Regions from separate parts of the Mus musculus genome. Here region 1 is linked to region 2. The links are chromatin contacts, called in public HiChIP or PLAC-seq maps. All regions are on one chromosome and are shown on one strand. The core of a region is the stretch at or near the end of the contact, and the rest is flanking DNA. Distances in the headings are between cores, read along the strand shown. Region 1 overlaps Tbc1d1 (TBC1 domain family, member 1). Region 2 has its middle 13 kb from the start of Rell1.

What was found. HiChIP or PLAC-seq counts read pairs in DNA pulled down with a chosen protein or histone mark.
Region 1: an HNF4G HiChIP or PLAC-seq map of pancreatic cancer cells shows a contact between it and region 2. The contact joins two enhancer-like sites. A contact is called at or near these places in 2 of 39 promoter capture datasets (liver and neutrophils), 1 of 115 datasets of contacts at active chromatin or transcription factors (pancreatic cancer cells) and 1 of 9 other capture datasets (liver).

What each region holds. Positions count from the first base shown.
Region 1 is chr5:64,277,756-64,282,382 of GRCm38.p6, reverse strand. Tbc1d1 (TBC1 domain family, member 1) reads right to left here. Exons shown (of 22, transcript NM_001310611.1): 9 at 4,339-4,467; 10 at 2,966-3,052; 11 at 338-618. Among named protein-coding and RNA genes, the nearest start is that of Gm38634, 23 kb to the right of the region's middle. Within about 2 kb of position 2,017, at least 48 of the 459 cell types and tissues checked have an H3K27ac peak or open chromatin away from gene starts, as enhancers often do. A contact at or near this core is called in pancreatic cancer cells, where this site is marked.
Region 2 is chr5:63,979,511-63,984,477 of GRCm38.p6, reverse strand. No RefSeq gene overlaps it. Among named protein-coding and RNA genes, the nearest start is that of Rell1, 13 kb to the right of the region's middle. Within about 2 kb of position 1,992, at least 24 of the 459 cell types and tissues checked have an H3K27ac peak or open chromatin away from gene starts, as enhancers often do. A contact at or near this core is called in pancreatic cancer cells, where this site is marked.

The DNA.
Region 1 (4,627 bases), core at 768-3,267, 300 kb before region 2:
CCCACCACAGCCCAGATCGAGAAGTTCGAAGGAGGAAACTCCTCCACTCACACCCACGTGCCACTTTCCCCCAAACCAGCAGGCAAGTTCCAAAGACAACATCTCATGCATTAAGGACTGTCTGACACACATAAGGACCATTTTTGCTCCTGTCTACCTGCTTGCTAGCCATGTTTGCACCTACCTCTACACACTTCCTGAGGGAGCCAAGAAGAACTTGACACTGCTTCAAGTTTTATCTTTTGAAGCCAAGGGTCAAACTTGGCTCGGGGTATTCTTTTGCCTGAAAAGTGTATGCAGCACATACAGTAAGTCTGACACTTTAAGCAACTCTTACTTGCGTTCATGAGGCGTCTCTGTGCTCACGGAGTGGTACCGCATGAGTTTCCTTTGAGAGACCCCTGGAGAGCTCTGGGCAGGTTCTGGAGGCGCAGGGCACTCTACTGGGAAATGACTCAGGGTGTTGGCTCTCCTTCTGAACGCCTGCTGGGGTGACAACAGGGCAGACTCTTCTGCAATGTGGCCCTCTGAGTCACTGGACAGGTCATCTGAGGAGCCAAGGAGCTTGAAGGAGGTCTCAGAGACGGGGAAGGCCTCCTTGTCACCCATGGACAGCTCCTAACAGCAGACAGACAGCAGATTAGATATGTGACAGGGGAATGGGGGGACTGGCAATCTAAGCACACAGATACATTACATTCATAGGACTGTCTCACTAGAATGTCATCTAGAGGTTACCAAAGATATAAGGGTATTAAAGCTGTTATATAATAACACCTGCTTCTCAGAGACAAGTTCTTGCTTCCTGCAAAGATGGGGAAAGTTCCAAAAATAATAATGAAGTTCACAAGCTGCAGCACTGACTGCTCAAATACCATGACCAGATTGCTAACTCCAGAGAACAGGCTTTTCACAGGCTTATAGGAAGTATGGTCCTGTATGGAGAGTTCCCACCACTTAACCAACTTCTTTATCTTTGCCTAGTATGTTCATGGATGTTTACCTACAGTTCAAGGCTCTTTCTGACTCTGATCTAATGTTGAGATTTAACTTGGCACTCTTGATGCTAAAACTATACTGTATGTTCTGCCTGGAGTAAAGACATGTTTATCACATGTGACTTGCCATAATTCAGGGGAAGTCATTTAACTTCTTGCTGCATTCCACTGTCTGCCTCTGTAAGAGTACAGTGAAAATTCACTGCACCATTTCCTGAATTAAGCAAGATGAGACCACTTTAAAGTGGCTTGTATTCCGACTGATGCTACAGAAATAAGCTAAAGTTTCACTGAGTACTCCCTCCTTACTGTATGCTCAAACATTCAACAAGAGTCCTAACAAATCAACCTTGGTGGTCATGCCTATAATTTCTGCCCTTGAAGGCAGAGGTCAGAGGATCAGGAGTTCTGGGCCATCAAGGTCACCTTGAGCTAGGTACAAAACCAGAAAAGGGGATGGAGGGGACACATAAAAACAAAGGATGGGAGTCTTAAGAACTTCATAATCAACACTAAGGTATCTGAAATTCCGACTCCCTGGCTACTTCCTTGGCACAATGCCCAGGCTTTCCACAGGATTTAATTCGTAGCATCAGTACCTTCCCTTCTCCAAGCTTTCTACTACCAAACCACACCTCTTCCCCTCACTCCTCTGAGGTCCAAGCCACCAGTATCTGTTGTCTGCAGCTCTCGTCTCGTCACACTCCCCCTCATGTGGGGTTTACTTGTTCAACTGTACCTTCTCACCTATGGACCCAGCCATCTTTTTACAATAGGTGACCAGCAGCACTTGACATTTGCACACTTGAACGTGGAAGTACAATCAGTGTGTGTCCTGTGAAGGCTGGATGATGATGTGGCCTGCTGTGCCTTAACTTAGAACGCTACATGGAGAAGACTGACTTCCAGGTCTTCCGGCACAACGCCAGCTACAAAAGCAGCAGGAGCAGCGACACGGTCTTGCTGCCGAGCGGTGTCAGCATTGAGATCCCAGCCAGAACAAGTGAAGCACAGAGGCAGCTTAAAGTCTGAGTCATGCTCATCTAAAGGAATGAGTCTCAAACCACACACTACACACCCCAGTAGGTAGTAATATCAATTTAGTGGCTTGCCAGGAGCATCTTAAAAATAAATGAGCAGAAATAACAGTGTATGCAGCCCATTATCCAGAGAGTGCTTTCATTTTAACTCATTTTCATTTTGTGTGGGAGGGCTATGTGTATTTGCAAACTATGTCAAATGTTAAATGTCTTTCTTATTGTTGGCGAGGATCTGAAGCCTTTGAAAACTTCAAGTCTAGGACAGAGCTTTGGTGAGGGGCTGGGGCTCATAAGCTTCCTTGTTCTTACATCAGAGCATGCTGACAATATGGAGGAAGGCTGCCTCCTGACTGGCAGTCATAGGGTTAAATAAACCAGGTCCCGTCACGTGTAAATGACCCTGGAACAAGATAGAAAGCAAGGGGACAAGTAGGTGTGTCACCACAGAAGGCGGTCGGGCAATGCATCATACCTGTGTCCTGCGGCAGACCACGGGGCAAGGCTTGGCTGCTTATTCAAACAAAACAATCATGTTTTCTCACGGTCATGGGATCAGCTACAGGCCACAGTCTCAGGAATTTCTGCTGCACAATTCCCTGAATTCACAACCCCCTCCCCACCTTTGAAGCTGTCTCAATCTTTTATTATTACAAACTCTACTTTGGATAAGAAGCCCATGGTTGTTACAGATCAGGTCTCATCTGTCTAAAAATATGATCTTGATTCTCTGTTTATAGCAATAGTTATTGGCCTTTTTATTTAAAACTTTTCACACAGCTTGCCCTCTACTTGTAGAGAAGTCTGGAAGCACTAAGTGTTTTATGACTAGAGGGGCATGGGCTTTTTTGTCCTGATAGCTGTGTAGAGTCAAGATGGGCAGGCCTGTTGGCTGCATCTTCAGGGGACCACTGAAAGAAACATGCTTACTTTGCTGGTGTTACTTAGAGTACTAGAAGTGGAGCTGTCCAGATCCACACTGGCGGAATGGTCCTGCAGGCCTCTGGCTTTATTACCCTACGAAGAGAAAAGGCAGTTGAGCCACAGCCCCAAAGTCATCAGCATCTGGAAGCAGCCTGGCCTTGTTAAATAAGCCCGGAAAATAAACTCACTGACAAGCACAGCTCAGCACAACCCTGCACTAACCATCACATTTCTGTCATCATTTTAAGAATCATACCAACCTAGATGATCCACAGAGCCCCATGGATCAGTCATTTGCTGGGGACAACAGACAGCAAGGTGGCCTAATACATCTATCATGATCCCCAAAGCACACTCAATAGCTCCTTCCTGAGTCATGGGCGATCATAACTGGCCACCTGGATGTCACTCAATCAACCTGCATCCCTCTGGGAACTCTCAAAGGCAAGCCCTTTCAGTCTTGGTTTATAATTGGATTGCTTTGAATTATCTCAAAGGATTTAGAAAAAAATCTCAGCAATAGCATTTCATGAAGTCATCTTTAACTGACTAAAGTTTATGTTTCAGAGGGAACATGCTCTAACATCTGGAAGAGCTATGACAAAATAGGGTAAGCTCCAGAGATGTGATTCCTTAACATAAAATCAAGTTTTGATTTGTTAGAAGCAACATAAGGCTGTTCACACTCATAGGGTAGGAGGAAGCTTTCCTAAGGAACTCCAGGTGACACTCAGGGTACTTGGATCTTCTTAGAGAGCCCTACATTGGCACATTTTTTGGTCTTGAAAGCAAGTGTCTAATAAACATCTTACCATCTGTAAGTCATGTGGCCTCTGTGACAAGTATTCAATTTTGTACAAACGTAGCCTTAGATAACAGGTAACTGAATGAATGACACTGTGTAAATTAATTAATTTACGAAAACAAAGAGGTTCATAGGATTTGGCCCATGGGTCAAATATTTCATGAATCTGCTTCCAGGGAGTTCCAAATACCCAACGAAAGGAGCTGACAGGATAGTTTTTCAAGTTGTCCTTAGGGACACCAGGGAAATAGGACCTACATCTGGCATGCATAATCCATGTCCTTTATAGGAACTGTATAAATAATAACACTCTTGGGAGCAGGAAATCCCATGGGATAGACCAAAAAGAGGAGTGTAAGTTCCCAGCACTTGGGAGCCCTAGGCACTCAGATTGGGAGTGTGAAGTCAGGGTATGCTAAATAGCGTGACACTACTTCAATAAATAAATCCATCTAGATAATAAAAATAAATAACATCTAGATAATAATTGCTTTAAGTCTGATGAAACATAAAATATAGTTGACTCTGCTTTAGAAATGATTCAACCTCAGTGAGAAGAAAGGGTGCCACTTACCCGGGACAGAATGCTCTCTAGGGACTCTGTTAAGGACCTCTTTGCTCTGTTCTTCAGCGAATCTAACCTGAACCGGCTAGCACTGGGTGGCAGGTCACTCCCAATATTCTCTGCTGCCACCTGTAGTGTCTAGAAAAGAAAAACAAGGAAAAGTTAAGTCCATTAAAATTTCTACCCTTTGGTGCACAGGAGGGAATGGCCTGTGGGGCCCCATCCTCTTGAAAGCCTTGGGCCCCATGTGCTCCTTAGCAACACGCCTGCAAGTTTCGTGCACATTCTACTCCCCCAG
Region 2 (4,967 bases), core at 743-3,242:
GGCGGATTTCTGAGTTCGAGGCCAGCCTGGTCTACAAAGTGAGTGCCAGGACAGCCAGGGCTACACAGAGAAACCCTGTCTCGAAAAACCAAAAAAAAAAAAAAAAAAAAAAAAAATAAGATTAAAAAAATTAAAATTACAGTCTTTTCATGGAATTTGATAACCTGATCTTGAAATGTAAAGTGAAAAGGAACTGTCAAGAATAGTCAGGATATTTTGGAACAAGAGCAAAACACACAGACACTTGTCATCACAGATACAAACAATGATTTCTGAGTCACGAGTGTGGAAGTGCGCTGCCTGCAAAAGGGATCTGGAGAGTAGAATGTAAATGCTGAGGACAGACATCGTGGTCACAGAAGCTTGATTCGTGATGGGTTTAGCCAGGAAGGCAGGTCATTGGGCAAAGGCCAAGCAAGCAAGCACACTCTTACTTCACATCACACACAGTATTAGATAGAGGTCAATGTGAGAGTAATTAAGGTCAATGTATAAGTAGACAAAAGACACAAATACTCATATTAGAAGATGGAATATAAGTCGGGCGGTGGTGGCGCACGCCTTTAATCCCAGCACTTGGGAGGCAGAGGCAGGCGGATTTCTGAGTTCGAGGCCAGCCTGGTCAACAGAGTGAGTCCAGGACAGCCAGGACTATACAGAGAAAAAACAAAAACAAAAACAAACAAAAAAAGACGGAATATTAATGGCCAATAAACATATATGCAAAGGTGTTCAACTTCCATATCAATCAAGGAAGCACAGACTAAACCCATTCAAGTGAGCTGAGTGTACTAATGACCTCAATTCTCACGTTTTCCCATGCTACACTCCAGAGAAGTGCCAGCCTTCACTGATTGGCCCTTTCTCATCCATCCTCAAGCTTACAGTAGCAAATTGACTTCAGGCAGAGCTCGTAGAAGTGCTTCATGTTTCTGTTCTTTCTCTTGTGCCCTTCAGTATACATTTCTGAAGAGCTATTATCTATCTATCATCTATCTATCTATCTATCTATCTATCTATCTATCTATCTATCTATCTATCATCTATCATCTATCTAGTTATAGATTGAATTGTGTTCCCACTAAAGATATGTTGAAGTCCTAACTCCTAGTAGCTCAGAATGTAGCCTCATTTGGAAATAGAGTCATTACAGACTTAATTAGCTAAGATGAAGTCATAGTGGAGTAAGGTAGGTATTTAGCACCATATGACCTGGTGTCCTCATAAGGGGAGAAGAAACAGACCAGATCAGGGAATGCCTGGGGATAATGGAAGCTGGAAGAGACAAGGATCCTCTCCTAAAGGCTTCAGAGGGAGCAGAACCCTCCAGATCTGTGAGACAAAGGATGCCTGCTGTTACGCCAAGCAGTTTGTGCCATTTTGCTACAGATACGCTAAGACATCAATACAAACACTGGGAAGTGGGGAACTTCTAAAACACCGTATATATTATAAATGGAAGTTACTCTGGATATTCAGTAGACACATCAAGAATTCTGAAGTCCGTGACCGAAAGAGCCTGGATTCCCTTGGAGAAACAGTGGGTAGAAAGATGAGCCTTGAAGGTTCCTGGTGATGACTTAGAAGAAAATGATGAACATGCCTGTGGATACACAGGAGGAAACTTGATTTGTCTTACAAAGTAGCAGAAGACTGTGAAATGGGTTCCTGTACGGAGTGCAAAGCAGAATAAGTAAGGAATAAAATCAACTGACAGAACAGTCAAGTAAAGAGTGGAAGTTTCCACCTGCTTTCTCTTTGCTCTTTATAGTAAAACAAGTGACAAAAGGGACAAATTAGGGAACGAGCTGTTAAGGAAAAGGGGATTAAGCACCTGATGTTCTGGAAAGTTGTTCACTCCGTCCAGATATCCTGTTGTGGGAACAGAAAGCTACGCAGTGAGAAAACTGTTTGCTGAAAAGATTAAGGTGTGACTCAGAGCCAATCAACCCTCTCAGCAGAAGCGCGGTCATTCAGGAAGGCAACCGGGAGACTCTGATGGCTCGGATCCAACAGGAGGCTGACAAGGATTCCAAGAATCCAACTCCAGCAGAACGCTTCTGCCGACACTTCACCCGGGGATAGGAAGGAAGAACTCCTAGGCTGGAACCACGCTGCAGGAGCCTGGCTCACAGAACTGCCTCAGGTGTCAGAGTGGGACACTGAACAACAGGAGTCTGTTTTAAGGCCTTCAGATACAAAGTAAAATGTCCTGCTCAGAGGGAGAGGATGGGGGTCGGGGAGGTATTCATATTTGCCCAAGATTCATTCCATCTCTAACTACCTCAAAATATCTGCAAAACCTTATTCATCTTCACCACATACACTTTCTTAAAAGTCTTTAAGGTCACCTGGGCATGGTGGTGCAAGCCTTCAATCCTAGCACTCAGGAGGCAAAGGCACGCCATCTCAGTGAATCTGAGGCCAGCCTGGTCTGCACATAGTGAGTTCCATGACAGCAAGGGTCACAGAGAGACAGAGAAATCTTGACTAACATTAATAATAATAATAAAACAATAAAAGGAGAGTGTCTTCTACGGCGATTAAAACCACCATGCCTTGTGTAAAGTAAAAATACCAGTTGTCTAGTTTTTTTAGATACCATTTGTATATTGCTAATTATCAAAACCAATCATCATACAACATAATGGACAGAGGGGAGGTGCTGTAGGGAAGCGCAAGGATATTTGACGTGCTGATAGTTAGAGAGGGTGTAGATATTTCAGTTATAGTGGTTTATCTTTACAATGCTGCTTGGTAAACCCAGGCATGCTCAAATGTGTTCGTCTTTTCCCTCGTTGAGCTTTCCAGTATGGTAGCCGCCAACTTCATTCAGCTTTAACTGAATATAAACTAAATAAAAATTTGACACTGCCTTTCTTTTTCTCACTGACCTTATTTCGGATGTCCAGTGGCCACATGTGTGGCTAGTGGCTACATACTAGTGCAGACCGAATGCTCCCTTCTCACACAAGTATTCGGCAAGGCCTAGTCATCAAGAAGCCTAAGCTATAGCCCCACCCTCACCCCATCTTTTGTTTTGTTTTAATTTTTTTGTATCGAGACGGGGTCCTGTTAAGTTTTCCAAGATGGCCTTTCACTAATTCCTCTTTCCTCAGTCTTACTGTTAATTGGAACCACTGATCTTTCCTACCAGGTCTAGTAAGGCGGGTACTTCTTGAAGGATAAAAAGAAAGTGAACGATTAAACAATGAAACAGCCAGAATTTTTATTCATTTGATAGTGTTGCCTAATGTCATGATAGAGGCAACTCCCGCCAATGTCCTGATTGTCCTCTTGACTCAGAGCATCCATGTTAAAGTGTTTGAACACGCTACAGACCAGAATCAGGACCCTAGCTACCTATTGGTGGCTTGACGATCTACCTTAGGGTCAGTTGATGAAATTTAAAGTTCTTATTTTAATCCCCTCTGTGTAGACAGTATTTGAGGCAGTTCACATTTTGCATCCAAGCAGCACCCTACTGGGGCTCTAGCTCAGTTGGTAGAACACTTGCCTAGCATCACATGGCCTTGGGTCCAGTCCCAGCACTGCATAAACCAGGCATGATGGTACCTGGCTAGAATCCTAGCACTCAGGAGGTTGAGGCAGGAGGATGAAGTTCAGGGCCTTCTTAGGTTACATAGTGAGTTCAAAGCAACACAAACAGAGCCTTGGATACATGAGACTCTGTCTCAAAAAATAATTTTTTTGAAACAACAACAACACAAAAATCAAACAATCATCCAATATTTCCTCCCCCTTAGCTGCCAACTGTTTAAGAAAGGTCCAGCACAAATTTCCCCAGTGACATTTCAGTCTACTCCCTCTTGGCCAGGATCAAACTGCTTTTGACTTTTGAGAGTCCTCAGCTACAAGAGATGGACGGGGAAACAAACGGCACTGCCTACAGATGTCAGTTTTGAATATAACTCTCTGTTAGGGAAGTTACAGCTGATCATTTCTCTACGCTTCCAACTCAGAAACCATGCCGAGCTTCGTTAGGAAGAAATCCATGCTCACGTGTCCTTTCTTCTTTCCAGTTTTGAAGTCAGCGCACACAGTGATGGCTTTCACTGTGGCTTTTTCACACACGTGTGTTAGGATATTTCTCTAATTCATACTTTTCATCTCCTCGGTTCTTGGCACAATGATCTTGGCTTAGGTTGTCATCTAGATTCACATGAGCATCACAGGACTGTTGAATTTATTCACATCACAAAGGAAGTCAGATACTGGTAAACACACTTTATTGAATATGTAACGGACTCAGCACCAGGGGCTGTGTTCACTGCCAACAATATTGAGCCAGATGTAATCAGACTCAATGGTTTTGACCTCTTGTTTTTTCTAGTAACTAAGCTGACATGATTCAGGAATGGTCCCAGTTTTGGCCCTCAGGTGTGAGAGAATTGGGGGGTGGGGATGAGGGGCGGTTTAGATCAAGTATCCTATATCTTTTTTATTATATCTAATTTTTGACATTGCTGATCTATTGGTAATAACTGGACCCCTTTAGAGACTATGGCTGCTTTTCCAGGGTCCCTGAATCCCCTGGCTTCTCTGGCCCCTGAGCCTCACATGATTGTTGTTCAAAGGGCATCACTTGCTTCCATGGTGATGGATGACTTCAAGAGCACCATCCCAGTACTTGGGCTCAACACATCCTCCATCTTGGCATCTCTTCAGCAGCCCACCAGGAGCTGTTGTGTAGAGCTGGGTTACCCTGCTGTATGCCTTCCTTGTTGTTGTTATAACAAGTTACCTCAAACTCCTCAGTTAAACGGTTCCAATTCCCTTACAGTTGTATAAGGAGTATGAAATGGGGGTCACGGCACTAGAATCAAAGCATGTGTAGGCTAGCAGTTATTTCTGGAGGCTCAAGGATATATTTGGATTTTGTGCCCTTTCCAGTTTGTGAGGCCTCCTGCATCCCAGGGGACGTGACTCCTTCCTTCATCTTCAAA